4 separate regions of the Mus musculus genome follow, and regions 1, 3 and 4 are each linked to region 2. Evidence: chromatin contacts called from public Hi-C data. All regions are on one chromosome and are shown on one strand. Each heading gives the region's core, a stretch centred on a gene start, on an enhancer-like site or on the middle of the called end of the contact. The rest is flanking DNA. Distances are from core to core; before and after follow the strand shown.

The links. Hi-C and Micro-C count contacts between places; a contact is called where the count stands out from the background.
Region 1: a Hi-C map of bone marrow-derived macrophages shows a contact between it and region 2, with 5 times the contacts expected there. The contact joins two enhancer-like sites. A contact is called at or near these places in 6 of 484 Hi-C or Micro-C datasets (the BV-2 cell line, bone marrow-derived macrophages, cerebral cortex and 1 more) and 1 of 115 datasets of contacts at active chromatin or transcription factors (neural progenitor cells).
Region 3: a contact with region 2 is called in a Hi-C map of bone marrow-derived macrophages, with 4 times the contacts expected there. The contact joins two enhancer-like sites. A contact is called at or near these places in 2 of 15 datasets of contacts at CTCF or cohesin (both in the NIH/3T3 cell line), 43 of 484 Hi-C or Micro-C datasets (3T3-L1-derived adipocytes, the AML12 cell line, the C2C12 cell line and 27 more) and 10 of 115 datasets of contacts at active chromatin or transcription factors (PVALB interneurons, Th17 cells, bone marrow-derived dendritic cells and 7 more).
Region 4: a Hi-C map of bone marrow-derived macrophages shows a contact between it and region 2, with 9 times the contacts expected there. The contact joins two enhancer-like sites. A contact is called at or near these places in 7 of 484 Hi-C or Micro-C datasets (bone marrow-derived dendritic cells, bone marrow-derived macrophages, cortical neurons and 4 more) and 3 of 115 datasets of contacts at active chromatin or transcription factors (CD8 T cells, bone marrow-derived dendritic cells and embryonic fibroblasts).

What each region holds. Positions count from the first base shown.
Region 1 is chr13:5,510,179-5,513,287 of GRCm38.p6, reverse strand. No RefSeq gene overlaps it. Among named protein-coding and RNA genes, the nearest start is that of Gm40661, 42 kb to the left of the region's middle. Within about 2 kb of position 1,292, at least 44 of the 459 cell types and tissues checked have an H3K27ac peak or open chromatin away from gene starts, as enhancers often do. A contact at or near this core is called in bone marrow-derived macrophages, where this site is marked.
Region 2 is chr13:6,468,115-6,471,094 of GRCm38.p6, reverse strand. No RefSeq gene overlaps it. Among named protein-coding and RNA genes, the nearest start is that of Pitrm1, 79 kb to the left of the region's middle. Within about 2 kb of position 1,579, at least 50 of the 459 cell types and tissues checked have an H3K27ac peak or open chromatin away from gene starts, as enhancers often do. A contact at or near this core is called in CD8 T cells, Th17 cells, bone marrow-derived macrophages and 1 more, where this site is marked.
Region 3 is chr13:5,887,297-5,890,530 of GRCm38.p6, reverse strand. No RefSeq gene overlaps it. Among named protein-coding and RNA genes, the nearest start is that of Gm46401, 27 kb to the left of the region's middle. Within about 2 kb of position 1,595, at least 111 of the 459 cell types and tissues checked have an H3K27ac peak or open chromatin away from gene starts, as enhancers often do. A contact at or near this core is called in Th17 cells, bone marrow-derived macrophages and embryonic fibroblasts, where this site is marked.
Region 4 is chr13:5,768,166-5,771,161 of GRCm38.p6, reverse strand. No RefSeq gene overlaps it. Among named protein-coding and RNA genes, the nearest start is that of Gm35413, 33 kb to the left of the region's middle. Within about 2 kb of position 1,306, at least 85 of the 459 cell types and tissues checked have an H3K27ac peak or open chromatin away from gene starts, as enhancers often do. A contact at or near this core is called in CD8 T cells and bone marrow-derived macrophages, where this site is marked.

The DNA.
Region 1 (3,109 bases), core at 43-2,542, 960 kb after region 2:
CAAAGTCATGACAAGTGTCAGTTTTAAAGACTCAATTTCATCAGGTGGGCATGAAAAACACTCTCTCCAAACCCTTGTCTCACTAGTTTCCAGTTTCAGTAACTTTTCTGAAAGCCTGGTCAGTTACATGAGGGTCAATCAGAAGGAAAATTGAACATTTTCTTTTTTATGTAAACTGAGTAAAATTTCTAGAAAGCCTGAATTCTTCATTAATGCCAGTGTTTTAAGTCATCTTTTTGTTCTTACAATTTTAAGGGCCTTGAGTAGAAATTTCATATGATTAAGCATTGTAAACCATTTAGTTATGTAAATATCTCTAAAATCCACACACTTCACTTCTGTATTCAAGCTTGTTCTATAACATCTTGCTGGGGTTTACACTAATTGTCATTGTAACTTTACAGAGAAGCAAAATTGCTAAATGCAAAAGTGGTCTGTTATTTCCTTTTTTTTATTACGTGTTTTCCTCAATTACATTTCCAATGCTATCCCAAAAGTCCCCCACACCCTCCCCCCCCAACTCCCCTACCCACCCATTCCCATTTTTTGGCCCTGGCGTTCCCCTGTACTGGGGCATATAAAGTTTGCCTATCCAATGGGCATCTCTTTCCAGTGATGGCTGACTAGGCCATCTTTTGATACATATGTTATTTCCTTAATCTGACCTACTATAAATCTTATAATAAATATCAAAAGTATTTAAGAGATATTTAATGCAAATCAATACAAATTTTAAGTAGTTTTTAAATAAACAGGTGGATGGATTCTTTTATTTCATGGCTTCTGATAAGTGAACTTAGGTAAGATTTTCAGTATTTGCTTATGCTGTTTCTGTATATCTGATATTTCCTAGGAAACAGTAACACCTGGGAGATGGACATAATTATATGAATTTCACCTATGACAATAACTGTACATAACATCTTTGTAAATATGCATATCCTTTTCCGTAAAGGACAAAGAATACATTTTCCCAAGCGAACTAGTGTTTTGGCTAACAATTCAAATGAAAGCCAGATCCTTTTGATTGGGCCACATTTCTCAAGTCAACTTCTTCTGTGAAATCAGCTCAGATTTTATGTGCTAAAAATGACATAACATGTACTCAATGAAAGATGTAGTAATTGACTGAAAGATAGGAGAGAACAGTAAGAAAATTACAATTTGGTAAAATAAAGTTTCCTATTACTATATAAACATTAGGTTTTACACTAAAGAAAAGCTGTATTTAGTAAGTCTATTACATAGCCATGTGGATTTGAGTCATTTCCTTTCCATTAAAGCAACCTAAACCATAACTTCCTCTCCTGGTGTATATTTTGCACCCACCAGCAGATTTCAGATCTCATTGCTACATGTCTTTGTTCCTCAAAAAGAAGAAGAAGAAAAAGTAGAAGGAGGGGGAGGAGGGAAAGGAGGACAAGGGGGAGGAGGAGAAGGAGGGGAGAATAAAAAAGAAAGGAAAAAGAAATGAGAGGAAGGAAGGAAGGAAGGAAGGAAGGAAGGAAGGAAGGAAGAGAAGAGAAGAGAAGAGATCTCAGGGTGTGTTTTTACTTTCAGAGGTAGAGGCATCCAAACTAATTCTAAGAATGAAACAAACTGAAAAGCAAGCAACCAAGGTCAGTCTGAAAGATTTCACTTTCAGAAATGGAATAATATCAAGGCTAAGCTCTATGGGTACCTTTAAAAAAGAGGTTAGAAAAAAAAAAAGGACTGTATTTAGCAAGGTGAAATGACTTGCATTTAATTGGGGATAACACACACACACACACACAGTCATGTTGAGATTTCTTTGTTCCAATTTCATTATGACACAAGATAATCTTGTATAATCTTTAAGAATATAGGTTACTTTGTAAGTGAAAGAAAACAGAAAAAGAGAACAAGAAAAGAAAACTATTATCATTGCTTTAAGTTCTAGACTCTTTTTCAGTCTTAACATGATTTCTTTTGTACAAATACTTATCACATTTTCTAATTCATTCCTTCACCTCCTGGCCTGGGAAAGAATGTGCTGGTAAGGTTCACAAAGCACACTATGATACCAGCTCTTGTAGGATCCTTTCATTTCCAAAGAATAGGAGGAAACTGAGTGAAGATTGGAAATATCAGATGGAGAAGGCCATAGTTTGAATTACCAGGTTTCAAGCAAAGCAAGAACAAACAATGTCTAGGGAGACAGCATCAGTAAGCTCAGGGTAGAATCCACCACATAGGGGGACTTGTGGAGTTCAGAACAATGCTTTACAATGAAAGAAGCAACTCTTAAATAAAGACAGAGTTCTGGGTGATCCTTGGTATACTAGAAACGTGCATTTTCTTCTTCTTCTTCTTCTTCTTCTTCTTCTTCTTCTTCTTCTTCTTCTTCTTCTTCTTCTTCTTCTTCTTCTTCTTCTTCCTCTTCTTCTTCTTCTTTCTTCTTCTTTCTTCTTCTTTCTTCTTCTTTCTTCTTTCTTCTTTCTTCTTTCTTCTTCTTTCTTCTTCTTCTTCTTTCTTCCCCTTCCCCTTTCCCCCTCGCCCCCCCTCCTCCTCCTCCTCCTCCTTCTTCTTCGACGTTGGGTGGAAAAATTTGATGATAGGAAAATGTCATAGGAGAAGACTGAAGAGAGAATACACAGAGGAACAAGACAAAGGTATAGGCTACAAGCGATTGCAAAAATGAAGGCTAAGGTGATAGCTGGTGTGTAAAGTAGGTCCATACTTGATCACAGTGGTATAAAGAGTATGTTTAATTTTTAGTAGTAAAAGAGATAAAGTATAATGAGATAAGAGAAAATGCAAACTTCCTGGAACATTTGGACATTTGAGATGAAGTGAGGACTCCAAATTAACAGACGAACTGATCTAACCTAGCTACAGAGGGAACTGATTAACAAAGACAGAGAAGAACCAATAGTGCACAGCTTGAGACAGTGGAGGAGAGGCAATGATGTGTGGAAGTTCTTGTGAGCTTCCTCCAATTTCCTCATTGTAGCACAGTACACTGGCTAGGGATGTGAATAGGGACCAAAAAGATGATGAAGATTTGTGTAGAGAAGAGAAGGTGAATGATGGATGTCTAGATCACAGTTTATAAAACTGTAGGTATCAAGCCCATGGGGTGTTCATG
Region 2 (2,980 bases), core at 330-2,829:
ATTTAGCCCTGTCGTTGCAGAGGTGAGAATTAGGATTTGCAAGGAGCCTCTTCTTTGAACCAATCCAAATAAAATGAAAAAGAGCTTGAGGCACGAGGCTGATGCTGTGTGACCTGAGAAAGTTGAGGCTGCTTCTTTGCATATGCAATGAGCAGCCAGGGTGTGAAAATAGACAGGATCGGGCCTCTCTTGGCTGCGGATTCCTAGCTGTGCCTCTAACACGTTCCTTTCATGCCTGCACCTCTTATACCATTATGCGGTTTGAGCCACATGCAGGAATAATGATTCAGCTTAGACTAGACACAAGGGCCAACCAGATTTGAGCTGATTTCTAAACCAAATCCCAGGTTTGGAAAATTACTAGTGTATGTCGCAGTTGCAATATATTAAGAACTTCTCTAAATGAACCACCATGAGTGGATGTGGTCTGACTCCCACCCTTGGGGTATCCACAGTAACCCTGCACAGTATGCGGAGAATTTCCCCTGTACTTTTCTTCTGCAGTGTGGCATTTGCTACAGGACCCTGCATTACCAGGAACCACAGCTCAGCATTCTTAAGAGAAATATTATTTGGTGTTTAGTGGAGCCCTAAATTAGTGATGCACCGTAGTGATTTTCATTTGGAATACCCTCGTTACCATGGCAATCATATCATGCCATGTTTCGTTGTCTTGGGTGTTTCTAGAAGCAATCCAGTCTCCGTAAACTCCTCATCATGTCGGAGACCCTGAATACTCCACGTTTATGCATGCTGACTGAAATCAGGCATATTAGAACCCCAGGGCCGAGAACACATCCAACTCTGTCATTATGTCAATTTCCTGCATATTGAGTAAGCATTAGCAGTCACATAAAGTAGACAATTAGTGAACTACAAATAGGAAATGCACAGGTCTTGGACAAATCTGTCTTTTGATATTCTAGGTATTTATGAGAGCTTAACAGCCTGCATAGTAAGCTGCCGACCTCAAGACTCTCTCTGCCTATGAGGCGCGTTGGCACACCTGTGAACACACGTGTCTGTATGGTGTGTCCATGCGTGTGGTGATAATGCTGTGTGTATGTGTGGGCAGGTATGTATCTGGGTGTATGTGTGAACCTGCATAGTGTGTGTGTATTAGACATTGTGGTGACATAAAGAGAGATGAAGATAAATAACATGGAGAGAGGAGGGAGGGAGAAAGGTTCAGGAGATGGAGGAGGAGAGAGAGTGCATGGTGGGAGTGTACCACAGAGCCTCTGAGAGGAACAACCCAGGCATAGGCATGTGTGAGCATGAGCGATGTCCTTCACTTCCCTTGTCACAGTCCAACACATGCTCTGAATCTCATTTTTGAACCAAAGCTTCAGGCACTTCCTGGCTGACTGCCCATCAGTTTCAGCCTCCACTGAGCAGAAAGAACTCCTGGGAGGGGCTCTGCATTCTGAATGGACTGGACGAGGCTGGTTTTGAAAATAAGTCTCAAGTTATAGTCTTGCTGGGGAAACTCATCGCAGGTGACCTTTGTCTCTTGGGCTCTCTCCCCAGGGGTTTTTCCAAGAAGGGAAGGAAGCTTTCTTCTGAGTCTTCCAGCAGGTGGCAGTGCGGCCGATAATTATCTCCTCGGAGGCTGCAGTAAACACTGTCTTCTTTAGATGCTGAAGGAAGTGAGCTGTCTCCCTCTTCATTAAGGGTCAACGTCAGTGAATGATAAAGAGCAGGATGAGCTTTGGAATAGCAAACACTCAGCGCATAGCATCCTCTAGCAGTTTTGAAATGCATATATGTAATTATTATATGGGGTATAGTCATGTTCAAAGCACGAGTTGGCAGACTCAGTGACTTCCTATACCACAGACCCCAGTGCCATTACACAAATCAACACAAGTGCAGTTGGGCTTCTTCCAGGTTTCAAGAAGTTGACACAAAATCTCAGTTGCTTACCGGTGACTGTGATTCATAGCAAGAACTGACGTTCCTTCACTTAGTAATGTAGGAGGGGAATGTGTGAAGGTGAAAGTTGAGGACCATGACAGAGTCTAATAAAAATCTATGCATACTACTTGGAATATAAATAGAAAATATACACCCCACAAATATACCTATGGTCTATACAATCTCAAATATCTCAGTGCCTTGACTTCTAATGAAAGACCCACAACGTGAGGACTCCCCCACGTTCTGACTCAGGAGAGGTGACACCCCAAATCTCTCACGAGAAATGGTCTTGATGAAAACTGCAAGAGGTTTATTCGGGAAAGAACAGTGCACTGGGGACGACTCATATCCCACGCAGGGGTAGAGGAGTCGACCACGAGCTCAAGGGGTAAGGGGTTTATAAAGGCAGAAACCGCAAACACCTGGCATTGGGCTATAGCATTTGGCAAGCTAGCAAGTTTGCATAATGGATTTAAGGAATGGTTAGAGTATTCTGTACAAACATTTCCTGCAACAATGGGGCAAGTTCTACTCCCTGCCATTAATGACACAGGTCTAGGGGCTTAAATAATTTTCGCTCTCTCTCAGGATCTTTCACTAACCCTTTGCCCTCAATGTCCATCTCACTCTTCTTCAGGATGCTAGCAGGATGGAGCTATATCACTTTGTGAGTTCAGTGTGGTACTGCTTGTCCTGCAAGCTTTCACCTTTCTTCAAGGAAGACTCTTTCAGAGTATAGTGAACTCTGATATGTACAAATGTACAGTAGTCTTTCTCTTAGGGTAAAGATGTTCCTGGCCAGCCATACCTCGAGGATTCTCTCAGGATCTCAAATTATAGCATCCGCGTGTGTGTGCAGGAGAGCTTGTGAGAATGGAGGCAGGTTCCATGGCAGACTGTGTGGTTCTGTATGACCTAGCCTTGCTGTGGAGCAGTTTCCTCAGAAATTAAATATTTCTCCTTGGAGAGAAGCTACTTAAGACTCTGGCTATCTGAGACAGAGGTACAACCTTCTATCCTGCAGAAAAAGCTAATAAAATTCAAGAAGTTAACAACTCAA
Region 3 (3,234 bases), core at 346-2,845, 580 kb after region 2:
TCAAGATTGCTAAGCAGCATCAAAAACAAAACAAAACGAACCATTTTGTTTTGTTTTTTGTTTTTGTCTGTCCCTACCAATCTTCTTTTTTAGTTTGCTTTGTTTCGTTGTTTGGTTTGTTTTTTGTTGTTGTTGTTGTTGTTGTTGTTGTTGTTGTATGTGTGTGTGTGTGTCTTCACCATGGCAACAGCAAATTAGCTTTTGAAATAAAGGGCCTACTCCAGCACTGTTCATGAAAGTGTCGTTTGTCATCATTAGTAGAAAAGGGTGATTCTAAGAAGGAGAGTGCTAACAGCCCTCCCACCATGCTTAGACTTCTCAGAACCACAGAGAACAAAATGACTCAACAGACCTCTCATAGCAGCCTGTGTGTGCCATCCTTCCTCAGATGGCAGTTCAAAATAGGGTGTCATATTCGAGCAATCTGAAGTTTCTAATATATAAGGGAAGTAAGTGAGATGGAAAGATGCAAACATTGAAGAGATGTAGGGAAGAAAAGAAAACAGAGGGGGAGAGGGAGCATAGAAAATAGCTTATTTAGCAAAGTCATTGTTGTTTAGAGAGAAGATCTCTGATAGCTCAGGTTGCCCACGAACTGGGTGACGTGGGGCTGAGGATTGTGGTGACCTGGAACTCTTTAATTTTCTTGCTTTCTTCCTTGGAGTCCTGGGTCTACAGGCTGGTGAACATGACCTTGGTTTAAGGTGGTACTAGAGATTCAATCCCGAGCCTGTGGTCTGCTATGTCAGCACTCTACCTACTGAGTCCAGCACAAAACAACGTCTGCATATTAGTTGCACAAGAGTAAACGCTATGCCAAAGTTTTCTCTCATAACCCTCCCATGACAGAGCTAAATGGATAGTTTCAAAAGAGTGGCCAAGTGGACTAAAGGCTATTTGAATCTGTAGGCTTTAGAGCCTGCATATAGAAGAATATAGGAGAGACTCTTGACAGGGAAATGTAGGACTAAGAGATACTAGAGGATAAAGGGAGAGTAGTGAAAGTCCACTGACTAAGGAAAGCATTCGAAAATGAAATGTTGAATTATGGTCATGGTACTTGAGCTGGCTCCTAGTGACAGGAAGTTTAGGTTCAGGTCTGATTTAGAAATATATAGAAAGTTCTCCCTGCCTTCACGTTGCCCCAAGCTCTCCAGTGTTTCTGGAGCTAAGGAGTTTGTATATATCACGTTCCACGCATCTGAAGACATACAAGAATGAGTGCAGGAGCACTTCCTGCCTCTTCCCGTTTTCTAGCAGGCACTTTTCTTGGGAGGAGACCTAGACCTCAAGATGCAGCAACAGACCAGTTTCAGGTTACAGCATCAAAGGCTATTTGATCAGAGACACTGCATTCTTGGTTACTCTCCACGTTTGCTCAATTGAGCAAATTTTTTAAAAAGATTTTTTACATTTTTGATTTCTAAATATGATCCAGACAGTTCTGAATGTCTAGTTGGATATGATCAAATGATCTGTGGTTCTGGTAAAGATCCTTGGAAACTGATGACACAAACTGCAGAGGAGAAAGAGAAGTTGGTCTCCTTCAACATCTTCATTCTGAGTGAACATCACACTTCCCCAAACACAGTTTGGGGCTCAAGCCAGTATTGCTTTTTCAAACCACTTATTTGGCCCTATGAGTTAGACAACCTGAGGCCAGTGAAGGGCAATCTCTTCTTTCAAAGGAGCAGAGATGCATACTCCCCATTTCGTTTCCTTCTGCCTTTCCTTTTTTCCTTTCTTCCTCCCCACTTCCTCCCTTCATCCTTCCTTCCTCATTCCCTCTTCCTCCCTTCCTCCCTCCCTCCTTCCTTCTTTCCTTCTTCTTCAGTTTCTTCCTCTTTCCCTCCTTCCTTCTTCTTCCTTTCTTCTTTCCATCTCCCCCGCCCCTCTCTCCCTATTTCTTTTAGTTTCCTTTGCCTCCAGCGTTTCATCTGAACTGGAAACATCTGATGACTTTCCACTTCTCCTGAGCCTTTCTTGGTCAGTTCGTGGTTCAGCCACAGATCCATGTACAACTGAAATGACAACCTCTTGCATTTACTCCTTCCTCATTTGCTCTCAGACCTCTGGTTATGCGTGAGGGTGTGGGAGAGACTGCACACACCACTAACACAGCCCTCCCTCCTCCCTCCACAAGAGCTCCCTAACGAACTGAAGACCTCCATCAAGACATGGTTGCCCCCCAAATGCCCCTGATGGAAGACACTGGGGGGACCTTGATGGTCTTAGAGCAGCGGTTGGTCATCAGGGCTGTATACAAATGCCCAGAGGCTGGACTCAGCAATAAACTTGTTTCAGGAAATGAAAGACGGAACCCATGGTTTCAACCAAGTTAGGGCAGAACTGAAAGTCTGCAAATAAAACTTATAGATCCTTAATCACAGCTTTCGCTCCACTCAGGTGGTAGAAAAACAATGTCGTTCTCTAAGAGACTGTTTTTTTTTTTTTCTTCAAGACCTCTTGAATAAACACACCGTGTAAAAATATTTATCATGTCAATATGGTTTAATAAGCATTCATTATTTATTGGGCTTCTGAGTGCTTAGGCAATACTACAATTAACTTTGCAGATTTGATTGGTTTTGATTGGAGGTCATTGGAAGGCAAGCTTGTACTTGTCTTAGCAGAAACAGGCAGAGCAATAGGCTGGATTGAGGCCTGAGAATGTTTGAGCAAGTCCCAAACTCTCTGGGAAATAAAAACCGTAACAGCTCCATAGTTGAATTAAGTACGAGATAAAAATCACATTGGCAAGAGCAGCGAACACCAGGATCAAACCACCTCTCAAACAAATTATTCCAGGAATAAATTAATCTCCCTGATGCTCATCTGCAGAACCGATGTGAAAGAGTTGTCACTTCCATGCTTGTCACTCACGGGGCTCAAGATTCCAACACACTAAACAGACCCTGCAGCAGGAGGACAGTGAGCGACACTTTCTAGTAATGTTTCACTCTGTCTAGTTACTACCACCCAGAGCATTCTTTTTCCCTGAATAATTCTTTGATTTCCTCTAGAACAATTATATTCTGTAAACAATAAAGGAGAGAGAATTAATATTTGCTGAGTACATATATCATATAATCTCAATAATATTTTGGGGTGAAAGAATTTTTCTATTCTTATATATTTCATTAAGAATACAAATAGGCCAAGAGTGGCTGGTGACGTATCAATTAGAACACAGGTCTCCATCCCCAAATCACTTTGTCTATCCATTCTGCCTCC
Region 4 (2,996 bases), core at 57-2,556, 700 kb after region 2:
TCTTTTGTTTGATGCTACCCAGCAATACAGTTTCCCTTGGAGGGACAGGAGAAGCTGAAGCAGGCCACCTTTTCTATATAAGGACATTCAGACAGCTGGTGTCCAGGCGCCTTGAGGTAAGCATGCATTCAACAGCTGGATTCCTCTTCCTCTTTTTCTCTTTGTTGTTTTCATCCCAATGACATCAGCTCCTGATTTTATGATCTCCATGTTGGACAGGGCATCCTTATCTGTCATTATTATCTGGGCGAGGCTTTAGTTATGAAGAGAAGGAAAAGATGATACCCAAACTAAATGGTAGTGACATTTGTCTCTTTGCCTCTAAACTGACTGGAGTCATGCTGAATCCATCCAACAATTCCCAATGCTCCAAACTGTCTTATTTCCATGCTTCCATTTTCTCTTAACTGCTAGGATTTTTCTCCCCACCTTACCCCACATCCCAGCACACTTGCTGAGTGCTTTCTCTTCATATTTATCTCCATGTAAGACAGAACTGGTGTTTTTCTAAAATTACATGGTACCTCTTTTGTGCACACATTCTAAAGAAGTCCTGAGATTCTCTCCCTGTATTGATTTGGATGGAGTTGCCTCGAGCTGTCTGCTCTTAGGGAGACAGAAAGGTCACGTTTGTAATTGCTTTGAAAGTAGAGAAACTTCCAGAAACTTAGAAAAAGGGTTTTTGACCTTAGGGTCTGAACAGTTAATGGAGTTGTTTGTGGATGAGGTAATGTTTTGTTAACTCAGAGTCTGGACCTGTTATCCTGTAGTAACTCACTGAAGAAGTCTTTAACTGAAGGTGTGTGGGAGCACGGAGAACATTTCTGATTATAGAAACATTGATCTGATGTTCAGGGAGGCAGTTTTAACTTTCCCAGTGAGTTAGTTACAGCAACCCAGGCATCTCAGAGGATGCTTCCGTCTAGCTTTCCATCTTGTTCTGTTTTTGTTCCCTCCATATTACTAATTATGAATACAAGAAAGGAATGACTTTTCTGATGCTCTATGTCTTAAAATCTCTATTTTCAGATTAGCAACCTCAGGGGTAGTGATAAATAGGTCACTTATTACTGACGTCACAGGGAACTCCATGCGTGCCTCAGATGAACCAGGACAGATTTGAACAGTAAGGTATGGAGTTCTGTGATTAAGACTGTAAAAGACCTCAGCTCACTTTGAATGACAGATGCTAGCAATAGGTTAAAAATCAGAGTAAATGCTGAGAGTTTCTCTTTTTGAGACACATCATTTGGGTGGAAAATGACTCATGCATACTGGCTGACACAATGACCCTCCTGGGTGTGGAGGGCACTTCCCCACTATGCTTATCATAAACCCCAGCCCTCATTCCAAAGGGCCTCATTTACTGAGGGGGTGTTTTCTTCCTCACAACTAACTGGCTGAACCAGAAAAACTGTGAAATACTTTGGATTACTCAGTGAGAGGCCATTATTACCTGATCCTTATCACACCTCCAAAGGCCTTTGCTGTATAGTACATGCTGCCTGCCTCTCATTTCTGTCTTTTGTTTTCCACTTTTCAAGTTACTCTGAAGCTGGAGGGGGAGTTACAAGGAAGCCCCAGATATTCTTCTCTCTCGGCAGAATTTCCTGGTAAAGTTGAGTCCCAGATCCCAGTGTCCGGTTAGGGCTGATGACCCGTCCAAGATTAAGGCTTCCCAGGCAGGAACTAACCTCCCACATCCTCCAAAGCGCCTGCATAATACTTCCATTCTGACTTTGGGTGGCACAATTCCTATATCCATCAACTATGCAATCTGCACATGGTACTCTGCAAATGGCTGTGGACTCAGGCAGTAAAGGTCTTGTTCTTCAAACCAAAGTTGAATATCAAGGAATTAGGGAAGAAGGCTTGTAATGCAGGCAGAGGGGAAAGCTTCCTGTGGGCAAGGTTGTGACTGACCCTGGGTGGGCAGGAAGACCCTGTGTTTATCATTGTGCCTCGTGTATATAGTGGCCTCTGAGATGACAGTTAGTTGGTTCATTTTCACAATAAGGCAAAGATCCAGATATCCTGGGGATATAACGTGCCGCATAGTCAGCCTGACTTAAGTCCAATAGCACGAAGATATTATTTGGGGCGGCCTATCATATCCATAAGCTCAGTAAAACAGTAGTTGGAGAATTTCTGGAGGGTGTGTAGGAAAGTGTGGTGAAGACATCATCTCTGCACTCATGCTTGTGTCTTTGCATTGTGCTTATAGTTATAAATATCTATTTGCCAGCTCAGATACTGTTTTGCTGTCTGCTGCAAGCCTCTACATTTTCTTCTCACTTCTGTAGCCATAGCCCATATGGCTGAAAGATGTGTAAAGAAAGAAAATCATTGTATTTTCAGTGGTTCAGACTGAGTCTGTTTGAATGGTTTCAAACCTGCATGAATATAATTACAATAGAAGGAAAATTCTCCCCCCAAAATCTATATCATATTAATGCTGATAACATTGCTCTTTTTTGTCCTCTACATAAGCCAGCCCCATGTACAAGTACTACACAGACTGACAAGCTCAGCTTTCATCATTTTATTGGGTGTTATTTCTAAGATCTCAGTATAAACAGGGTGCTCCCTTGGGATGTATTTCAGCATCAGAGTGTTTGCCTCTTGTGTGAAAGATTCTCGAATTGGGCTTTGGTCCCTAGCATCACCTCTAAAAAATAATAATAAATCAATAAAAGATTTAAAAAAAAGGAAGGAAAAATTAAAATTGTCAGCCTGTGAGTAAACTAGTATTGTCTTTTCATAATCAAACATAACCTTTTTGTCAGTGGAATTTTATTTCATTTTATAGTGTTATTTGGGTCCCTTTTGTTATCAGAAGCATCATTAATACATTTCTGTAAGAATAGCGGAACTCAGCTGCACATTAATGTTTTGGGTAGAGTCTGGAGTCAGAGTGGCTCAGCCGATCTTAGATGCCATGACTGTCAGCATATGTATCTTTATACCAACCTTTTGTCCAAATACTCTTTGTTATG